Regions from separate parts of the Zea mays genome. Here region 1 is linked to region 2. The links are chromatin contacts, called in public Hi-C maps. All regions are on one chromosome and are shown on one strand. The core of a region is the stretch at or near the end of the contact, and the rest is flanking DNA. Distances in the headings are between cores, read along the strand shown.

Region 1 (3,269 bases), core at 77-2,576, 150 kb before region 2:
AGACAGCATTGCCAATACATACTGTGCTAGCATGGAAGACGATGCAATTAGAGCATGCACTTTCTCAAATAAAGTAGTCGTCGCTACGCGATCGATGGATGAATAATGTCATTTCTAACTGCACTTTTGTTATTGAGTTTAGGATTATTGGGAAATTGGTGTATGTATGTCAGTGAAGAATGCAAGTTCACCAGCTATGAAGAACAGCACCTGTGTAGCATAGCATGTCATGTATATGACGTTTTTTTTAGTTACTGTGAACCTGAAAATCGACAGTAATATTTTGTTCAAAAAAAAACAATGGTCGCAAGTAACCGCGCGAGTATACAGGTTACCATCAGAACAGTACAAAAGGTGAAGAACAAAAACAAGGAAGAAGTAGGCTGTAAAGCGGCGTCACTTGAAATCAAAACTGTGTCCACCATATGCATCCCCCTGCATCTCAGCTTCGCTTATTTACTACAGTACTGCTAGTAGGAGATGCAATGGGGATGATACATTGCATAACGCGTGACTCGAGCACATGTGTATATACGAGACTGCATGCATATAGCTCAATCGTCATAGTCGTGGCGGCGGCGGCGGTCGTTCTTCTCGTAGCGCTTCTTCCTGTCATCGTCATCCGAGTCGTCGTCGTCTTTCTTTTTGTAACGTGGCTTCCTCGCGCCGTCGTCATCAGAGTCATCGTCGTCGTCCTGTAATTTCACCATGTTTAAAACAGCCCAGATTACGAGTTCAAGGCCCATCGGCCATTCGGCAGCCTACGCTCACATTCTTCTTCTTCCGGCCGGAGCTGGGCCTCTCGTCCCCGTACGACGGCTTCGGCTTCCTGTACGCCTGGTGGTCGTCGTCGCCGTCCCCGTGCCCGTACGAGGGCTTCGGCTTTCGGTACGCCTGCTGCTCGTGGTCGTCGTCGTGTCCCCCCTTCCTCCCGTAGCCGTGGGTCTCCTCCTCCTTATGAAGCTGATGAGGCCGCCCCGCCCCCGCGTACCCGCCGCCGCCTCCACCGTACCCTGCAGCTGAGCCGTGGGACTCCTCGGCCCCGGGCCTCCGGCCTCCGTGCTGCTGCGGACGGTCGTACGAGGAGGCGGTGGAGATCGGGTAGCAGGTCTCCTCGGAGGGCGGCAGCGGACGCCCGAAGGTGAGGGCGATGTCGTAGCCGCCGCCGTAGGGGGTGGGGTCGTACTCGTCGAAGTCAGCCACCTCGTCCGCCCTCCCGCCTCCCCAAAAGACGCCCGCCATCGTCGCGCTCTGATGGGCTGCTCACCGTCGGCGTCGGCTAATCCGTGCGGAGTGGTGTTTGTGCGTCGTCGGGTGATCGGTCCTGGCATCAGCGATGGGGGGCCGATCTCGGGTTAACTAGCGCGTGGTGTCCATGCATGGCATGGAAACGGCGTACGTGCGTGCGATGTTTGCGGAGTTTTCGTGGCTGGGAACTGGTTAGATGGAATGGAAGCGGGAACGCCCAGCGCGCTCGGGATCCACTGTTCACGACGGATGGTGAGAGGCGAAGTGGACACGCGTCAGCTGTGAGGTGAGTCCAAACTCGCAACACAAGCAGGGCAACCTTTCCCTCTCTTTTCAGGTTGGCAGGTTCACGTATTTGTAAGGTCAACGGTAACAGATAACGTAAACCATATTTGTTTATGTGTAATGTAATCATATATCACCCTAGAAACTGATATAGTCCTATTCAAACTTGTTACCGCTGGTAATCAAACATGAATCATTACCGTTGTCATTTACATTACGTTTCGTGAACCAATCGCCACCTTACACATAATAATACCCACCATTCGGTGAGGCAACAAAAGAAAAAAAAAGGGACGGTATGAACAAAAGCCCCGGTCTGCCACCCATACGAGTTCCTGGTTCAATCGTTCCACAGTGCCAAAACATTACTGTTCTGCACAATTCTTTGCATAGATCACAGCCCTCCTCCGTCTTCTTTCACGGGTATACCAGCACTGATCTTCGAATGTGGATCAATGGCAAGCGGCCTTAAGCTTACCATGGCTTTGCCAATCCGAAATGTTGCACCTCTAGCTGGATAGAGTAGCAAACATACCAACATCACATCTTTTTTCATCTTTGAACACATGCTTGCTGTTAATGTACAGAAATAATCCTACAAGTTACGGACGTTGGGCGGTTGTCAACCTCCTTGTCTCACTCATCTGTTTGTTGCACTCTCTTAGGGGCTAGATTGCTGGTCAAGTTCTTCAACAGTGGTTTTAGTGCAGCCATGATATCTGCAAATGATGGCCGCAACTTTGGATCCCTGAGGCATATAGCAAAGTGAATTTAGCAAATAAAAAAAAATCCATGTGGGTTAGGAAGATGCAATGCACCATAAACGGTGAAATATTTTTTATTGCACCAAGAAAGTTAAGAATACTAACGTATGCCAGCATTGCACTATTATCTCTGCTACAGCAGGATCGATGTTATCTGGGATTTCAAGGCGACGATTCTGAAACCCAACTGCACCAACCACTTGCATGGCATTCATACCTTCCCAAGGCTGTAGTAGTGTACAAAGTTCCCATAATATGACTCCGTAGCTAAAAACATCGCATCTGCCAGCCCATGCAAGATTTCAGCATGCACAAAATAATCATCTGTGATAAGGTTATTTTTAACCGAGTCTTTAACCACTTACTTTTCATCCGATCGTTCATTCCGAAGTACTTCTGGTGCCATCCACTCCGCCTGCACATCAACCAAACTATTCAGTAGAAGTGGCGAAAAGTAGCATTTGCAGCAACCAGTGTGACAGATAAAGATCATATGAACGGATTAGCACAAGCCAACCTGAAAACACAGCCCTATTTCACACTGGTTAATCTAATAATCTTATCACCAGTCACACTAGTTTCTAAACAGCTAAATGTTTATCTTTAATCATCCCAGGTTTGGCAAGATGATCAGCCGTCGAGCACTGATTATTGATGGGCAACCAAACGAATAATCAGCACTTAAGTGGAGCCCAACCTTTCCAAATTATTTCCATGAGGAAAATTTGATAGTCCGCAAGAAAAAAAACTTGGTAGGCCAACTTGCTGCTGTAGGAACCAGAAGAGGACAGTTTCCATCGGTGTTGATCTGGGACATCTACTAAGGCTGTCTCCAGCGAGCATGGATATGGACGTCCAAAACACTGTTTTACATTGTAGATTGCATTGTTTAAAGAGTGAAGTTTGAAATAGAGAGTGATATAGGGAGTGAGATAGGGAGGTTGCTAGAGATACCCTAAGTCCCTAATTTGA
Region 2 (3,058 bases), core at 485-2,984:
CGTGTGATATACAAAATTTTGTTTCTCCAATAGATAATGCGTATGACAGTTTATGCATTGAAAGATAGCAACTCCAAAAGACTCTTTATATTCTTTCTAACGACGATGATATTAAAGGAATTACAATTTAAATTTGATGATATTGAAGGAAATCTATAAATTCTAATGTTATAGAAGGAATTGGTATAAGTTTAGATAACATTGAAGTGATTTTCTCTATTATTTGCTGCGAACGTGGTAGTGATTCGGAGGAAAACGAGCAAATCGTTGGCGGGAAACGGAACATCCAGTCATATAGTCCCGGACCGGACGCACTTGGAGGTTAGCACGTTGAGCGTTGGGTTGAGTGGCACGCATCTTTCAGTCGCGCGCGGGACCAATCTCGGCAGCAGCCTCAAGCAAGGTTCAGTGATCCTGCAACTGTGATGATGCTGGGCTGGACTCACAAGGTCGCAGGCTCGCTGTTCCGATCTCGACAGACAGAATGGATCGACCATCTTTTGTGACATGTGTAGGTTGTAGATCGACAGAAATGCCGACAGTCCGCTCCGGTAAGTACCACATAATCGAGTTTCCTTTTGTTTTCTTCGCGGCTCTACGATCTTCGCCTATGCAGTCTGGCGCTCCGAATGTTCACTTCCGTGTGTGTGGTTGGTTGGTTGGTTGGCTCCAGCGTCTCCTCCGGGCATTCACAGCCGGCTTCATTATCAACCAATGGAGGCGTGGAGCGTCAACCTGTAGGGGGCGGGGCGGGATCCTGTGATTAACAGAGAGCACTGCAACTGCCGGCTCAGTGAAATGTATAGATGGCCAGCCGGGCCGGGCTAAACGGACCGGCCCGAAGCACGGCACGGCCCGTAGTGCCTGGGCACGGCACGGCACGGCTAGTGTCGGGCCCGTGCCGGCACGGCCCGATAGGTAGTGCCGTGCCTGGGCCGAGCCTTAGGCACGCTGGGCCGGCACGGGCACGGCACGATTAGCCCCTAGGCACGGTTAGGCACGATTATACATGATTAGATCCAAGCACGAGTAGTTAGCTGTGTGTTGTACTCTTTTTTCTTATATAGGGTTTTCTCACAAGGGTGAGTTTTTATCTAAATAGGTTTTTAATGAGTCAACCATTGCACTAAACAGTTCAATATTAGCTATTTTAGTATGTTTTAACTGTGTTTGTGAATATCTGACTACAATTCTGTGGTATAGTGCTAAACGGGCTATATGGGCTAAACGGGCTAAACGGGCTAAACGGGCTAAACGGGCCGGCACGGCACGGCTAAGCAGGCTTAGTGCCGTGCTTGGGCCTGGCCTTAGGCACTAGTGCCGTGCCGGCACGGCACGGCTATTAAACGGGCTAAACGGGCCGTGCCCTAACCGTGCCGTGCCTGGCCGTGCCCGGGCCGGGCCGTGCCGTGCCGCCCATTTGGCCATCTCTAGTGAAATGAAACAGTGGCGAGCAAATACTGTGCACACCCCCTCGTACTACAGGTTCTCGGAGCCGTGTCATTAATTTACGCCGTGTGGAGTTAAATGAAAGCAACATGGAACGGTCTAGCGTGGCGTGATATGGCAAGCAAAGCATTGAATCACTCACAATGATTTGGTCACTGTTCGCACAATGATTAACGGCATGACGATGGTGCCCCTAATTCAATGGGTTCTTATCCCCCCGTACGGTCTTTCTACTACTTATAAGTGTGGGGCGGCCACATGAAGACTTTTTCTTAGAGTTGAGACTCAAAACCTTATCTGTGGCCGTTATGGCTACAAGAAGTATCCAAAATGCAAAAGACCGCTCTCCACCGTATCAAGTAGCATGGCTATTTTGATGCGCGCAGTCGTCAGTTCTTCGTGTCAGGCCGTGGGCTGTGGCAGAATCGGCACCAGACTTGGCCTGAAGCGCATTGAGGCAGTTTCTGTCTGTTCTTTACGTATCAATCTAGGGGCAAGCCCACGGGTTCGAGAGAGGGAGGCCCAGTTTGCAACACTATCTATGTGGTGGGCTTGGGTTCGCACCGATCACTGGACGATGGATGGAGGCCCCGTGGTCTATGCGCTTCGTTTTCCACACACGCAGCTGCAGCTGCTCCCCTCCGCCCCGCCCCCGCCCCCGCCCCCGCCCCGCCCCGCGTGCGGCGTGCCATGTCCCGCCCGCTCAGCAGCCAGTACGCCGCCCTCCTCTCTGCCGCCGCCCGGACCGAGCCGCACGCAGCCGGCGCGCTCCACTGCGTCATCCTCAGGACCCTACCGCACCCGCCGCCCACCCACCTCCTCAACCACCTGCTCACCGCCTATGGCAAGGCTGGCCGCCACGCGCGCGCGCGCCGCGTGTTCGACGCAACGCCCCACCCGAACCTCTTCACATACAACGCGCTCCTCTCCACTCTCGCCCACGCCAGGCTCCTCGACGACATGGACTCCCTCTTCGCGTCCATGGCGCAGCGCGACACCGTCTCCTACAACGCGGTCATCGCCGGCTTCTCTGGCGGTGGCGCGCACGCTCGGGCGGTCAGGTTGTACCACACGTTACTTCGGGCGGGCAGTAGCGTCAGGCCTAGCCGGATCACGATGTCGGCTATGGTCATGGCGGCATCGGCCTTGGGTGACCGCGCCCTTGGCAGGCAGTTTCATTGTCAGATTCTGCGGCTTGGGTTTGGGGTGAACGCCTTTGTCGGGAGCCCACTGGTTGGTATGTATGCCAAGATGGGTCTCATTGGGGATGCTAAGAGAGTCTTCGATGAAATGGATGGCAAGAATGTGGTGATGTATAACACGATGATCACCGGGCTGCTCCGATGCAAGATGGTTGAAGAAGCAAGGCGGTTGTTTGAGGTGATGACGGACAGGGATTGCATTACTTGGACCACGATGGTCACGGGGTTCACACAGAACGGATTGGAGTCACAGGCTCTTAACTTTTTTAGGAGGATGAGGTTTCAGGGCATTGCTATTGATCAGTACACCTTCGGAAGCATCCTTACCGCCTGTGGTGCCCTTTCAGCCTTGGAACAGGGGAAACAGATCCATGCCTACATAATCAGGACTCACTACGATGACAATG

The links. Hi-C and Micro-C count contacts between places; a contact is called where the count stands out from the background.
Region 1: a contact with region 2 is called in a Hi-C map of ear, with 2.2 times the contacts expected there. The contact joins the promoter of LOC100277433 here to the promoter of LOC100502275 in region 2. A contact is called at or near these places in 5 of 25 Hi-C or Micro-C datasets (ear, leaf and tassel).

The regions. Positions count from the first base shown.
Region 1 is chr5:214,950,348-214,953,616 of Zm-B73-REFERENCE-NAM-5.0, reverse strand. LOC100277433 reads right to left here and starts at 1,326. Exons shown (of 2, transcript NM_001150994.1): 1 at 772-1,326; 2 at 270-695. The coding sequence starts at 1,242. The coding sequence ends at 555. LOC103627717 (probable serine/threonine-protein kinase SIS8) reads right to left here. Exons shown (of 14, transcript XM_008648027.4): 11 at 2,663-2,712; 12 at 2,403-2,579; 13 at 2,144-2,281; 14 at 1,626-2,046. The coding sequence ends at 2,170.
Region 2 is chr5:214,799,714-214,802,771 of Zm-B73-REFERENCE-NAM-5.0, reverse strand. It overlaps LOC100502275, which reads left to right and starts at 1,734. Exons shown (of 2, transcript NM_001196752.1): 1 at 1,734-3,058. The coding sequence starts at 2,140.